Linked DNA regions of Rattus norvegicus: region 2 is linked to region 1. A link is a contact called in public Hi-C data. All regions are on one chromosome and are shown on one strand. Each heading gives the region's core, a stretch centred on a gene start, on an enhancer-like site or on the middle of the called end of the contact. The rest is flanking DNA. Distances are from core to core; before and after follow the strand shown. Region 1 holds the start of Gad1 (glutamate decarboxylase 1). Region 2 holds the start of Dlx1 (distal-less homeobox 1).

What was found. Hi-C and Micro-C count contacts between places; a contact is called where the count stands out from the background.
Region 2: a contact with region 1 is called in a Hi-C map of frontal cortex, with 6 times the contacts expected there. The contact joins the promoter of Dlx1 here to the promoter of Gad1 in region 1. A contact is called at or near these places in 2 of 12 Hi-C or Micro-C datasets (frontal cortex and prefrontal cortex).

Annotation. Positions count from the first base shown.
Region 1 is chr3:75,776,004-75,778,703 of GRCr8, reverse strand. Gad1 (glutamate decarboxylase 1) reads right to left here and starts at 1,252. Exons shown (of 17, transcript NM_017007.2): 1 at 1,140-1,252.
Region 2 is chr3:76,762,481-76,765,180 of GRCr8, reverse strand. Dlx1 (distal-less homeobox 1) reads right to left here and starts at 1,317. Exons shown (of 3, transcript NM_001100531.1): 1 at 456-1,317. The coding sequence starts at 768. All of the region lies in intron 1 of LOC108350393 (a long non-coding RNA gene), which reads left to right.

The sequences.
Region 1 (2,700 bases), core at 3-2,502:
CACTAGGGAGCACTCATCGAGCGAATTCCAGCCCAGCTGAGACAAGCCCCATTGGGCTCCCAGCAGCCTGGCGGACAGGCAGAAGGGGAGGGGGGAGGGCGTGCGGGGCGGGCACGTCTGGTTCGGTGTCTGGTTCCCGTTGTTGTGTCTGGCTAATTCCTTGGAAAGAAGGAGGCTCACTGCGCCGGGGACAGGGACTTTGGTGAGACAAGGTGAGAGGAAAAAGCCGCCCCCCCACCCCAGGACTTGACCCGCTAAGAACCAGTCACCTTGCACTCCAGACAACCAAAAGGCTGCGTGTTGGAGCCTTCCTAATCAGATTATAGTCCCACCTCGTTTCTTGCTTTCTCAACCCTAGGGCGAGGCTCCGTCCCAGATTCACTGCTTCTACTCTACCTAGTCCCCAGAGTTCGTTTCACTGAGCCAGAGAAGGTGACGGAGGGTAAAAAGGAGAACGTCACCCGGTGGCCAACTTGCGCCCAGGGCGCAAGAGACCTCGGGTATAAGAGTGCGCGGCTCCCCTATTTGGTGCTTGTTCGTGGACAGAGTGAGGGAGAGGGAGGAGAGGGCGAGAGGGAAAAGGAGGAAGAGATGGGGAGAAGGAGCGGGAGAAAGAATGAGAGGAGCGGGAGGAGAGCACTAATCTGGGTAAATCTAAGACCCCGCAGAGCGCAGCCCACCAGCCGCCTTTTGCGCGTCGTCCCTCGGGCAGAGCATCTGTCCCCCCCCCCCCGCGCGCTCTCGCAGCTCGGCGGGCGGCAGTGGAACGCGGGTGCTGGGGAAGTAACAGGTTATCGCTCCTCGCACCTTCTGCCGCTGCTACCCAGGCGCGTATCCGAGAGCCGTGAGCTCCGATCCCCGAAGCGCAAGCAAAAATGGCTCTGGTGTCACTTCAGCCCCTATGTGTCCTCTCGAATGAAATTGATAAGCAAGAGCGAGGAGGGACAGGGCTGGGGGCCGCCAAACCCCAGCTGCGACAGGACTGGAGGGAAGCACTCGGTTGTGGAAGGTGGGCGACAGGCGCGTGCCGGTGGGGTGGGGTAACGGGCTGGACAAGAAGCCGCAGGCTGAGAGCACCGAGTTGAATAACCAAGGCTGGGCTCTGGCAAGTCCGGGCGATCCGGTAGGTATTTACCTACCTCGATTCAGCCACAGGGAGCTGGACCCTCCCGCGACTCCTCCGCGAAGCGTCCCCCGCTTGGCTTTGCTCTGCCACAGACGTACGTGCTGGGTGTCACCCCGGGGCTGCTTCCTTGCTTGCAGGATCCCTGGTCCGGCACGCGAGAGCCTGAAGAAGAGAGAGATCCGGAGAGGCGGCCGCTGGGCTTGGGGGAGGCGGGGGCGGAGTGGGGAGGCGGGGACCCGCTCGGCGGGGGGAATCACGAGGCCGCTGCTCGCGGGGGCAGCTCGTCCGCGCAGCGCTGGGGCTCCTTTGCAGGTGTCTGACTGCCTCTGGCGCTTTATAGGGCGATGATAAAGCCAGCTCATGGGTTTGCGACCAGAAAGGGGGGGGGGGGGGACAAAGTCCCATGAGTAATCCAGAACGCACTGGGCACGCTCTGTTTTTTGTTTTTTTCCCAATTATTTTTGAGATAAGCAATGTTGGGTGACAGCAGGGAAAAGATCATTCTTACGAAGAATTTTGTCTCACTGGGTGATTCTTCTTTCTCTTCCTTTTTGCCCTCCTTCCCGTATCTTGGAGGAGATTAGAATATTTGCTTTGCCTTAATCAATTTCCCGTGATTGCCCTGGACTGGCAATCCAGAAGGTTTTCTCTGGGTGGTGTCATGGGGAGCGCTCTACTGAGCCAATGTGGCTGTACAGGCAAAGCAGAGCTGACCACCCAGACCGTGGAGTTTCTGCACTCCAGTATCTTCATCCAGTTCATCTCCAAACTACCTCGTTCGAACACAGCTACCTGGTACCAAAAGAGGAAAGGGGTCTATTTCCCTTTCTCTGAGCCCTCTCCCTTGAGAGGGGGAAAAGAAATCTCTGTGATTGATCATGTCTGAAGGTTAATAACATGCACGAGTGCCGCTCCACACGCCTGGGGAACCGGAGCGTGGAGGTGGCTCCGGGAAGCCAGGACCGCACTCCTTGTCTTGGCCCACTCTCCGCGCTTCTTTTCAGTTTCACGGTGTTTAATGATTCTCTTTTGGCAGTATTTAAGCACCTTACTGAGTGAGCGGGGTGAAGTCCCCCACCATAAAAAAGGCGGTTTCGGCAAATTTTCCACCAGAGGGCGCCAAACACACAGAGACCCCGTGCTGGCTGCCTTTTCCCTGGTGCGCCCCACACATCACCTGGAGATGCCCACAAGGCTCTGTAATCGCAGCTACCTCCTGGCTTTCCTTTTCTCTCCCTCCGTTTCTTATTCTTTGAGGGAAAAACAAACTGAATTTTTGGGTCTGTCTGAGTGATGGGAAGTACTCTACGATCGCTTTCTCGTTTTCATAGTGATTTCTCTCAAATTGTGGCGCAGCAGACGGGTTTATTATTGTGCACCTCTGGGTCTTCGATGGTTTATCCCAGGCCTGTCTCTTTTCTATGACTGTCTTATCGACTTTCATCACCACTCAACGGAAACATTAAAATAAAAATCGTATAAATCACCGACATTTCCGTGAGGGAGCTCGAAGACACAGGGCTGGGAAGATAACAGTCTGATCAACAAAAGGGATTGAAGTAACTGCGTTGCTC
Region 2 (2,700 bases), core at 68-2,567, 990 kb before region 1:
CAAGAGCGCAGCTATTGCCTTTGCAGAGAAAGTTCGCTATTTTTTGCAGGCGGTAGTTGAGGTTTAATTACCCTTAATTGCATACATTGTTTATAGCGCTACGCAATAAATAATTACCGAGACTAATACGTGCACATGTGGTTTTCTGTTTTCCAGCAGGGCATTGTGTGCTCGACGCACCGAGCGGCCCAGAGGCCCAGACAGTGCCAGGAGACGCGCTCGGATTTATCCTTTGCTGGACAGTTGTAAATTGAATTGACTTATATTTTTTTTTCTTTTCAGTGACAAGGATCCACAGATTGATATCCGAAACCTCTACTACTTCCGCGCTTTCCCCACCCCCACCCACCTCTCTCTACCCCACACTCTCTTGTCTTCTCTCTTTCCCCCTCCCCTTCTCCCCCTCTTTCCCATTCTCCTTCCCTTCTCTCCTTGTCCCTGGCAAGCGCACGTACCTGGGTCCTCCAGGCGGCTCTGGGCGAGGCTGGCGCTGCCGGGGTAGGACTGCACGGAACTGATGTAGGGGCTGGACGCGTGGCTGCTGACCGAGTTGACGTAGGGGTAGCCCAGCGGTCGGGAGAAGGATGAGGCCGAACTGTAGGCACCGTCGGGCTGCGAATGGCCCGCCGAGTGTAAACAGTGCATGGAGTAGTGCCCGTGGGACATGGGAGAAGGAGACATTTGCTGGTTGGGCGGCCCAAACTCCATAAACACAGCCTTGCCCGACACCGGGCTGTTGAGACTTTCTGGCATGGTGGTCATGGTCATCTCTTCTCGCGGGGTCTGGGTGTGGGTCTTTTTCTCCTCTGCTTCCCTTTTGGGGGTCTCTATGTTTCTCAGGACAGGAAGGAACCCAATTTAAGCGGAACAGGGGTTTTCACTTTCCATTCATAAGAAAATGGAGTTTGTCTCTTTGAAAAGTCTAAGCATGATGCTGCCGAGCTCCCCAAACTCGGTTCAAAGCTTTGACTCAGCCAAGGTCATAAATATTCATGAGCTGGTGGAGCTGATTGGTCGGCTCTCTTGCATAATCACCGGGGATTGGTCCGAGAAGCTCCGGCTCTGCTGGACTAGAGCGGGCGACGCGGCCGGGCCTGGGGAGAGTCGGGTCCACACGTCCCGGCCGGGGCTCCTCTGCAACAGAGCGCGCGGAACGGGACGCACAATGGGCTGCGGCGTCCGCGCTGGGACCTCGAAGGCGCGCGACTCCAGCCTCCCGCCTCCCTCGCGCGCTTCCCGCCCCAGAAACCAACCAGCCGCGCCCTGCCGTCGCCCTCCCCCTTGCTGTCCCCACCCTTCGCCCGCCCCCAACGCCTGGGACCCCGGACCACTTCTCCAGGTCACCTAGTCCGGTGCGGAGCGCCGCTCCAGAGTCCGGCCGCGGTCTCTGGATCGCGGAGTCGCGCACTGGGCGACAACCCAGGTAGCCTGCAGCCAGCGGTCCTTCTGAGCGTCCTGTGCCTAGCTCAGCGCTCTCCAGGCCGCGCCTCCCAGGTTGGGGTTCTCTCGGCCACATCCCGGGGATCTGGGTTTGGGGGCCCTCTGGCCCAACTCACTCACTCGGCCGCTGCCCCGCCGTTGCCACCGTTCCCAGGGGCTTGCTCGCATTTCTCCAGGCCCAGCTGGTCACTCCAGCTCGAGGCTGCACGGGTATGATCAAAGCAGTGCGCGTGGAGAGCCAGGAACCCGCGCTTCTCCACCCAGGAAAGGCGGCCGTACCGCCTCTCCCCCCTCCTCCCTTCCCTCCCAACCTTCCTGCTTCCCCCTCCCCTCTCTACTTCCCTTGAGCCACGCACCCCGGGCTCACTCGCCCCGAGGGCGCGGCTTAGTGTGGAGTCCAGGGGGCCTACGGTCCCCTGGTGGCTGGAGCGTCGAATGCCTGCCAGGTGGTCATTTTCCGATCTCCTGGGGTCTGGCCAGAGTACTTGAGGTTTGGGAGTCCTAGCGGGACACCGAGACCCTCAGAAAATCCAGATATGTGGTAGCTAAAATAATTGTGTTTAGATATACCCCTCTCTGTCGCCCAGTCTCTTCCTCACCTCCAGTGGCCAAAGCTGGAGCCTCGGGGCCCGGGGCTGAGGTGGGGAAGCTGATGAAGGAAAGAGCTGCCAAGGCGCGGTCTACCTTCTGGGTGCAAGTGTTGCAAAGTGCACAAAAGGCTCGCTCGCCCCCACCCACCACTACTACCACACAGCCACCTTGCGTGGCAGCAAACTACGTTGGTTGCTAGGGATTGTTGGTTCCCAATCCCGCCAGCCCCACGATGAATCCCAAATTACTTTGTTAGGTAATTAGAAAGTGTTGATAATTATTTCTTTCATAATTTAGCGGTGTGACGGGGACGGGGGAAATGATCTTGTGAAAGTTCACACGTGCACACGTATTAGTTACTGATTCATTTGATTAAATGGTAGTCTCAAGTGCTCAGATCCGCAGCTGAAGGCGCGCCATTAGCATAACACTGATGTTTAATTTTCATACGCATAATTAGCCATATATTTAACACTAATAGCAACATGCAGCCTTTCAGCGTTAAACAGCCCGGGATTTGATCTGGCCTGAGCTGAACCTTCGCCGCGGCACCTTCCCCTATCTGGAGAGCACAGTGATCACAGAAAGACCTCTGTAATCAAGCACATTTTGGCAGAGGGAACACCAATAAAAATGAACATTCAAAACAAATTACATCGGTGATGTCGT